Regions from separate parts of the Gasterosteus aculeatus genome. Here region 1 is linked to region 2. The links are chromatin contacts, called in public Hi-C maps. All regions are on one chromosome and are shown on one strand. Each heading gives the region's core, a stretch centred on a gene start, on an enhancer-like site or on the middle of the called end of the contact. The rest is flanking DNA. Distances are from core to core; before and after follow the strand shown.

The links. Hi-C and Micro-C count contacts between places; a contact is called where the count stands out from the background.
Region 1: a contact with region 2 is called in a Hi-C map of skeletal muscle, with 8 times the contacts expected there. The contact joins the promoter of prpsap2 here to the enhancer-like site in region 2. A contact is called at or near these places in 3 of 6 Hi-C or Micro-C datasets (skeletal muscle and whole body).

Annotation. Positions count from the first base shown.
Region 1 is chr11:4,116,303-4,121,367 of fGasAcu3.hap1.1, forward strand. prpsap2 (phosphoribosyl pyrophosphate synthetase-associated protein 2) reads left to right here and starts at 3,343. Exons shown (of 12, transcript XM_040190343.2): 1 at 3,343-3,494; 2 at 4,860-4,894; 3 at 4,997-5,065. The coding sequence starts at 4,874.
Region 2 is chr11:4,072,052-4,077,053 of fGasAcu3.hap1.1, forward strand. It overlaps caskin1 (CASK interacting protein 1), which reads right to left. Exons shown (of 21, transcript XM_078084488.1): 5 at 4,948-5,002; 6 at 4,722-4,852; 7 at 3,535-3,643; 8 at 2,953-3,061; 9 at 2,269-2,363; 10 at 848-965. Among protein-coding and RNA genes, the nearest start is that of traf7, 34 kb to the left of the region's middle. Within about 2 kb of position 2,535, at least 1 of the 9 cell types and tissues checked has open chromatin away from gene starts, as enhancers often do.

The DNA of each region.
Region 1 (5,065 bases), core at 2,093-4,592, 45 kb after region 2:
GCGTTGTCATGGTTACCTATCACTTTTTTGTCAGTCAGTTGAGAGCAAAGAAAGTAACGTTAGTTAACTTGTTGGAGAGGAGGTAGAGTAATGATAGTAACCGAAAGTAACTTGATACCGAAATAAATGTGTAAGCAAATAGTAGCCTCGTAAAAGCAGAATATTAAATGATAGATCATGAAGGTCAGTCGTTCTGATAAAATGACATGTGGTTACAGAGACAAGGAGAGGGACAGACACGCCGAACTCACCTAAACAAAGTGGACGAGCAGTCACCGCCCCTGAGAAACTACACTATTCCTTTAGATGTGAATACAGATGGTCAATGTAGTCCTCAAAACTATGTTCTAAATTTGCGAATTTTCATTTACAAATATAGAATTGTAGGCAATGCACTAAACAAAAAAAATGATGAGGAAGGGTATTCATTTGGACCCCCCAATGTCTACACCGTGGTTACGCCCTTGCATACGCACGTCAATCATGCTAGCATTTGATAATTAGCAATTAATACACAAAGTGAGATTCGTGGGAATGTCATTGGCTGTGCAGGTTTTTGAATAAAAAGGTTTCGAAGAACTGAAATTTGCATGTCTGAGTGGTTATAAGTGCTATGCTTTGTTTACAGCTATAGAATGAATGCTAACGTCATATTATAGACTGTATAAGACGTGGACGGAGTCATCGTGTTGTCACCCATTGATTTGTGGACTGCTGTTTTCAAGCCTTGAGTTCAGAGTTTTGGCCTTTGCCATCTTATACGGGCCGTTGCCGTCTTTGTTTTTTGCAACCAATGGACAGAAGTTACAATATTGGGAATAGAGGAGACCGACGTTAGATGCGGCTTTGGTAGACCTGTCAATCACAGCATCGCGGTCCTGAAGCATGCTCTGCTTCCTTGTCTTTTCAGCGGTCCCCCACCACCGGGCAACGGACCTCCTGGAAGAGACTGAGCCTCGGCCTTCATGTCTCAAACTTGGAAGAAAAGAACATCAGCCAACAAAGAGGTGCTCAACAAATGACACAAAGCCGATATTGTTTGGCAGCCTGATTGGTGGATGTCTTACATGAGCCTACATCAAGCTACTTTTAAACTTTTGTGCTGAAAAAGGATTCCGCCGTAGTCCTAAAATAAAATGGTAGTCTTTACACATTTGAATGTCTTTCGGTGATTAGTTCTGTTGCTTGTCACCTGTCGTAATTATGTAATTATTGTATTTAAAGTGACACTTCAACATCTGCTACCAATCTGCTCAACCTGAGCGAATGAAAGAATTTAAGATTAGATTTCTACATAACATATCAGATTATATTTCATATTTAATGTCTATTTTATTTTTACAATCGAGTCCCTCTACAAACGTGTATAGTTTGCATATCCCAGACAAGTAGAGAAGGAAGAGCACAAAACAGTGTTTTTGACCTCAACTTTTATCCAGCCGGTCTTCTTTCTCTGTAAAACCACGGCTCTCCTCTCCATTGTGTTTGTATGTTTGTGTGCGTGTGTTTGTGCATGTACGTGTGGGCAGCGAGCAGTGCTTGCATGCCGCTCTCTGCCTCCTCCACATATCCAGTGCCTTATGTAAGAATACTGAGGAGTAGCTCATATGGTAGTGAGAGCGTATTTATAAATATGTCCCTCTGTTAAAGCAAAAGAAGCTCACTCGCCTGTAAAAATCTCAACCAAAATTGTACGTTCTGAGGGTTCGAGAGAAAAAGGTGCACGCCATGTTCACGTGCACACATACAACATTTCCACCTGATCAAACAAACAGGCAACAAGGCTGAGATCTTTTGAGATAAAGCCAACCTGCAACGCTTTAAATGACGAGTGCAAATGCACAACTATGAAAATGCTTTAATAGACACATTGTATGTAACATTGTCATACTTCATTAAGATTGATCAATAACACCTCTTTCCGTTTCCCATCAAAAGCAACTCTTTCTGGAGTGATTGGTCCTGATTGCATGTTGGTATGTAATTGATAAGGAGTTTTAATAATTAGTGTGTGCAGTGAAAGGAAATAGTAGTAACAATACACCTGAAACCACGTTCATTTCAAACTTGAGAGTCCCTCTTTCTAACAAGAGTTGAGATGAGCTGATGATGAGCTGAGATGATGCAGCTTGAGGCATCCAGAGCTACACACTGCCACCAAGTGGCTTGTTCGGTCCGTGTACGTTTTGATAGTCCCTTTTACCGTAAAAAAACAGTAAACGAAAACACTCGTTTTCTCGTTTTTCGTTTACATTGCTCCACCCACAAGACTCAACCAAATGATTAATCATGCCGCAAAAATGATCAAAAGTTTTACAGTAAAGATGAATCGGAAATTCATCAGAGAACCACTTTCAGAGACAGGCTGGTGTCTGACCTGAGTGGGACAGATGACGAGTCTCCAGGAACCTCAGACGCTGCTGAGAACCACAAGAATGTCCCATCAGGCGGCCAGACTGATGCCACATAAATAAGAATTGAATGTTTAACAATAATTTTCTCTTGGAAATAAAATGTCTCTGTGCAATCGAGAAGCTGCCCTAAAATCTGGCTTTGAGGTGGAACTAACATGGACACAATCAGTGATAACTTAAGGCAAATCTGACGGCAATAAAACTGAAGTAATTGTAATTGTGACACAGACCAACATTAGATATTCTCATCCTTTGACCTCTACGGGTTACATTCAGTATTGAAGTGTGACAAATAATGATGATATTTAAAGAAACCAAAAGTCCAACATTAAATACATCTGTAATAACCTTCATAAATAACGCAAACACAGTTAAATATAAGTAAATCTATGGTTTAAATACATGTTCGCACGTTTACTGTGCGTCTCCTTGAACTGTCTCTGCGCTGCCTTCACTGACACAATGCGAGGAAGATAAATATCTGATCCAAGAGCAACGAGTGTGCGTGTTGTCAACTACTGGTGCTAACACATCCCGTCGGTCCAGGACTATTTATTTATATCCATTGATTAACTTTTAACCGCTGGCATCGCAGACGGATTTCTAGCATACACAGGTTCCATTGCGTTGACTCTTACTGTGAAAATCGACGTACTTCCGGTTTAGTGGCTCCGGTTCGTATTTTCGTTTTATGGGCAAAACCGCAAAAGGGATTAACGGAGTAAAAAGTTGTGACTTTGTGTCGTTTTTTGGTTCTGAACGAAAAACGAGAAAACGACTGTCCACTTCCGTTTTACCGTTTTGGATTTAAAACGAGTGTTTTCGTTTTCTCGTTTTTACGGTAAAAGGGACTATCAAAACGTACACGGACCACGGTCCATCATGTATTTACGGGTTTCTACAGAGCACGTAAATGCACCACAGAGTCGCCCCTTCTCCGCGTCCCCGTCTCTGATTGGCCGAGCCGCACATCCATCACGGGGTCGCACGCAGTCGGACTGAGGGGTTGAAAAGGGCAGGAGCCTCGTATATTCAAATACTATCGGTTGCAGATTGTAACCCGACATAACACGCAAACTGGTGAGTATTACCGCGTTTTGTTTTTGTAAATAGTCGTTATTAGATTTTTGTAATATGACCGCCTTGCTTTCTGATGCATGACAAATCAATGCGCGCATTCAAGAGCTTTGCACGGCAAGATTATTCCCCGCGAGCTATCGCGTTAGTACTTGCGTGTTACCGTTAGCTAACGTTATCTCGTGGTGTTACAACCCAACGTGGGACATTAGCTGACGTTACTTTATCCCCAAAAGTAGTCTGCTCGGATACAACGCTGACGCGGTGGTTGCGGAACGGCCCTTAGCAACGGTAACGGGTCAAACCCGAGGTTATTCAGCTAGCTTAGCAACACGAGGAAGCTAATGTGGCGACTGTTGATAGTAGGAAGGAACGATGCGTTCCTCCTGTTCAGATCACGAGTGAGCCCATTAAATGCCATTGACCCCTGAATGACACCTCACACTTCTACGAGACATGTTTAATACAGTATAGTAAGGCTAATTTATTGATTACCCGTCCAGTTATCGCCTATATATTGTGGTTGCACATTGCTGCATGACATCTGCCTTTTGTTTGTTCCACTAACCCTCTTATTATTAAGTGTACAGCACTAAAACCTGTTGCCCTTCTAAAGTAGCCTGTATATTAACATCTTAAGTAATGAATAAGACGTTTTTAAAATGGAGTGCTCTAAAAAGTTTGTGAACGCTTTTAAAATGAAGAGACTAGATTTAGAACTCTAGTTAGAGCCGCTTGAAGCAATTCCAACGAGAGAAGCTACCTCAGAAGGTTAAGTTCTTCTGCTGTAGCGGAGAGAGTCGCCAAATGTAGCGGCAACGTGCACAGTGACCGCTCGCTCCCGGCTCCACGCAGACCGCGGGGACGCGCAATGAGCGCACCGGCAGCGTGCGCGCAGGTAGGAGGGAAGGTAGGAAGGTGGATAGGATGGATGGACTGCCTCAATAGTCGTGGGAGAACAATCCTTAATAAATTATTTTTTTTGTCTGATATTGAATCAATGTAATAAACTAATAACGCGTTTTGAAAGACTATTGAGTGACTGTAGAGTATTTTATCTGGTCCTCTACAGGATTAGGACAAGGCACGCGCTCTGTTAGGGAGGGAAATGTTGAACTCCATAACTCTTGATTTTGAAAAGCTTCTTCAAAGATTGGGATGTTATCCCGCTCTGTTTCATTCAAAACGAGAAGATACAGCTGCAGCAATGTTTGTGGAGACGATGCTGTGACTCTATCCAGCTGGAGGATGCCGCCTGGCCGTGAACCGGAAGTTCATGAAGAAAGTCCCATTAATCACATTCTGATGTATTTTACGTGAACAAGAACGTTGTGCCTCAGTTTGTGTTTGTTTGTAACTCCAACACAGCCAAAGATCCCAAGATGCGGTGTGAGAATACGGAGGTATTTAAGTAGTAATTATGCTTTCATCTGGAAAAAAACCCTGCTTTTATGTATAAGAAAGTGCTTCGGGGACTAACTAAAGGTCCCGTTCCTCGGCTGCAGGACGAGCTCAGCGCAGCGTGGGTGCCCAGGGATCCACTGCCTGAGTGCGGGGAGATCAGCATCCAAGAC
Region 2 (5,002 bases), core at 1,285-3,784:
GAACTAGAGAATGCCACAGTGGGCTACAGAAAGGTGAAACAACCAATGCTCTACATATAACTACATCTGCGTGTGAATAGCATGAATGTTACATGGCTTTATTGAGGCCTTTAGCAATACAAAGCACAGTATATAGTATTTAGAGTATATACTATAGGCTAACGCTATGAATGATAAGTGTAGAAAAATGTTTTACCCCAATTTTAAGTACGTTTTAATTGGATTCGTGGTTTGATATTCATCTTAAGATAACAGGTTTTGAACTAGTCAGCTGTTTCTGGTCTTCATGCGTAGCTAAGCAAAGCCAACAGGCTGCTGACGGTGTAGTTTCATAGAAATGTGTGTCATAAACTCTCCACAATTTCTGTGCAAGAAAACTAACGAGCGCATTTCTCCCTTAACAAATGTCTATCATTCGGCAGGAAAAGTGTACGTCATCCGCCAGGGACAAGCGGAGGATGTTGGTGTCTGCATTCTCACTGCTGAACAGGTACTTTCCAGGTGAATCAATCAGCTGTATTTGTGTTACAGTTCTAGATCCCAATGAGGCCAACTGGCTTGCACACATTCATGTGGGATTACATCTTCCGCAGTGAAAAGATGATGCTGAGTGTTTGGCCCCGCTGAGCAGAGATGAATGAGATGTAAGGTTAATCCTCACGGGTCTATGGGAGAGGCTCAAACATGAATTCACTTAGCGTCACATTTCTTCATCTGGGTGTCGTCCAAATATGTGTTATTTGGTGCTTTGCTTGATACTTTATCGGGACAGTCAGTTTGGTCCGGTTTTAATTTACTCCAACGCACTCACTCTGACACACACACACACACATAAGAGTACACACACCTGTGCGCTTGCTGATGACCTCCACCATGGTGGAAGGGAAGTAGCCCACGCGGTCATTTCCTGTTCGGTTGTCATGGATACAGCCTTTCCAGCGACCGTCGGGGTGCTGCTCCAGAACCTGTCAGGTAGGCAGGTTCACCACTATAATATTAAGTTTCATCTATTCTTAGCATTGCAAAAGTTACTGAAAGACAACTATAATTGAACCATTTTTTCCAGAGTTTGAAATGATTTAACTTGTCAGACACAAAGACAAAACTGTTTTTTGGAGCTGTCTAAAATGTTCTGTCAGACCGCAGCGAAGCCAAATTATTCACTCAGACCTCACGGGAGAAAGCACAGGCACCGCTTGGCTTCCTAATTACAGTAAGAAGTACCTAAAGACTGTATGGACGCTCATAAATATTCACAAGCGGTGGGTGCAAAGGAATTCAACACCCTAATTTATAAAAATGTCTTTGTAAAATATATGCATGGTAAATGAGGGAAGCTGAAACCCCTCAATCTTGCGTATTCATTAGTAATCGCATCGAACACAGTGACAGCACATTAAAAATACCTGCAATTTGGTTGTCAGGGCGATGATAAAACAACCACCACACTTTTTTGTGATTCCTTTATCCAAACACTCAAAAACTGTAGAACAGAAGCCCTACAATACAAGGGAGAAAACGTGCTATATTCTACAATCTCTATTTCTAACAGTGCAGATTTATATGTTTTATTATCAGTGTCAACCCGATGTGTTAAATAGGACTTAAAGCAGGCTAGTTCAAAATTCTTTATGGACTAAAAACACAAGCTACATATTCCGTGTGTAGGCGATTCAAACTCACGGATGCTTATCCTGCCAAAATGTTTCCATTACATTGGAGAAAACTCTTATTTTATACACCAACTCTGAAAGTGGATCACTTTTCCCTCAGGGCTTCCATATGCAGAATGCTGCCTGCAGGAATATTGTCACCAGGTCCACATACTGTCTCATCTCTTCAGGTTAATTTGCCACAGTTGAGCACAATCTGTAGCTGACACATGACACCATGCGGGGTCCGGGGACCGGAAGGAGAATCGGCCATTAATTAGCAGCACATTATTCCATGAGAAAATCAAATGGTGTGTAAAATGTCACAGCGGATGAAATGTCCATCACAGCTTTACATCAGACCTACAGAGGGAAAAAAATGTAACCAATAGTTACATTCGTGAAACTAGATTGAATCGCTTTTTGGGAGTTTCTACGCGTGTAGGTTCAGGTATAACATGAACTGAATAATCAGCTCTGGTTGCACATCTATGCCTTCTGAGCAGTCATTAGGGAGGTCTTCATTAAAAAAATAAAACTGAGAAGAAAAATACAAAAAAATCACACTGAAAAACACTGAAACTGGCCATTGTGTGTGTTTGTGCGTGTGTGTTACCGTAATGACGTCTCCTGCTTTGATGTTGAGGCTGGTCAGGTCGTAGTTGTTGCAGTAATCCTTCAGAGCCCGAACCTGGAGGGCCGCTGATGCATCTGCAGCGCAGCGGGAGACAGCAAATACCCACCACATTAAATCAATCACTACGGGTAAAAATAAGTGTCTCTCATAGTTGGTAACGGCGTCCCTGAATCCCCGCACAGGAGTATGATGGTCTAATCACATTAAACACTGTAACAGAGTTTTCAAACTACCTGCAATTTGGTTGTCAGGGCGATGATAAGATAACCAAACACTGCAGAACAGAAGCAGCACGATCAATGAGCGGTGATTGACAGCTGCGTCAGGCTCTGATTTTGTTGTTATGAAAGGAAACAACTTCCTCTTTACATCAAAACTATGACTTCAAAGCAATACCTTTCAATATTACATACTAACCTCATCATCGTCTCTTACCAAATGGAATTATGTACATATTTTGTTCTGTATATATCTGTGTATGTAATAAAAAGAAAAAAGATTGGGGAATCACTCCCCCTTCCATTCACCCATGCATGCATCAATCCATCCATCTATGCGTCCATCCATAAATCCACCATTCAATCCATCCATCCGTTTGTGTTTCCATCCAGCCATCCATCTATGGACTAATAATCCATTATTCCATCCATCCATGCGTCGTACCCCTCAGCAGTTGTTTGATCTCTCTGCTGGCCTGTGTTGCAGAGAACTGGTATACGATGTCGAGTGCAGTCTGGCTGTAGGTGTTTCTCACCGTGGCATTGATGCCACTCTGTTGAAGAGAAAAGAATAGATGTGGGACAGTTTGTCGACTTTCAAATGACTTCAAAAGTAAGTTGGTTTCATGTGGACCTCAAGTAAAAGATCTGAGAGTGAAAACATAGAGGACGTTTTCCTTTGTGTTCCACATCACACGGTGTCCAGTAAATGTGTCTTCATACTAATTAGACACCGAGGGGATGTTGTGTAGCACTAATAGTAAAATAATAACAGGAATCAGACACTCAACACATGTAATACTTCCTAAGGAACCCTGTATAGGAATATTTTGTCTGTTTACACAATAAGAGTAAAAATCTTTCTCTGACGCAAAAATCACATTTATAAAATATTACACTTATTATATTTTTTTACGTAGTGGAGACAGCAGTTACATTCGGGGGAGGTTTCGGCCTTGATGGGGCCCGTCTTAGATCATAACGGCCCATAAAGCAGAACCCGGGCGGTCAGTGAAGTTCCGCTCACCTCCAGCAGGAGTCTCACGGCCTCAGTCTTTCCACACAGGGCGGCTTCGTGCAGGGCAGTGCCCGCTTTGGTCTGTCGGTTGATGTCGATTCCCGCCTGGATCAAGAGTCTGACAGCAGAGGGCAGAAGAGAGGACGAAGGGGATGGTGGAGGGAGGGGGGGGGGGGGGTCAAAGGTCACACAGGGATGTGGAGGGGAGAGGAGTTGAATGAGGTGGAGTGGAGAAGGAGGAAAGTGAAGTCGTGGTACACTGCGCCTGATCTAAAGGATACAGCTGGCAAATGACTAAAGTAGACCATTTCTCAAAACGTCTCTGCTCAAAACCCATTTGTTAAGTCTTACATTTAAAATGAAAAAGAATGAAAATATCCTTGGTGGTTTAAACAGCCGGGCATTGTAGTTTTTAGCAAACAATGTAAAAATAGTGTGTTTGTTGAGGGACAAGCTGCGGATTAACACTCGTCCCGCAGCTTCAGTGAATTGGAATTATTGGGTTACAGATTGAAACAAAACATGGATTAAATTAACTTCACTGGCTTGTGTCATTAATTAACTTGGTAATGAGCGTTCTCCTCAGTAAAAGGTCAGGGCTTCTTTCTCTCGCTCACACTAACTTTTCTGTGTGTGTGTTTGTGTGAGGAAGAAGTCAGGAAGTGCATCGCCTGCACATTCAGGCCTTAAAACACACGTGTGGATCAATCCAGAACCAGAACCATACTTTCAATGACACGGTGAGGAAGGCTGAAAAGATCAGAATGACATGTGGCAGCTGTCAAAGAGAAGCTGCCGCTTTTCGTCATCCTCCAGCTTCCACTGACTTGTAGTCAGTATGTGTGTGTGTGTCTGTGTGTGTGTGTGTGTGAGTGTTCCGCAGCCTGCCAGCCGTGCCTAATGAGCATCATCAATCAGCATCACTTCTAGAGAAGCAGACTCTGCACTTTCCGTACGACAGAGTTCCATCTGTAAATGTGCAGCGGGTTGAGTGTATTTATGAGTATGTGACTGATGCGTCATCGCTCGTTGTTCATACGCCTAATTGGATCTCAGGGTTCCGCTGCTGTGTTGTGTATCGGTTTTCTTAACAAGCTCAGGAGGACATTTAAACCCAGTGACTGAGGTGTGTGTGTGTGTGTGTGTGTGTGTGTGTGTGTGAGAGGGATGAACCTCTGCGTGTGTTGACCTGATACCTGATAATGTCTATGTGTCCATTCTTGGCGGCCAGGTGGAGCGGAGACGTCCCGTTGGGGTCGTTGGTGTCTCCTTTTTTGGGCTCCAGCAAGGCAGCACACATATTGCTGGACAGCAACAACTGCACCACCTACACACACACACACACACACACACACATTTGAACACGTCTTCAGACTGTCTTGAGGCGGTTTCTTGACGGACGACTAACAGCTTGGTTCTTACCCCGACTCTGCCGAACTCGCAGGCCAGGTCCAGAGGTGTTTTACCCGCGTTGTCC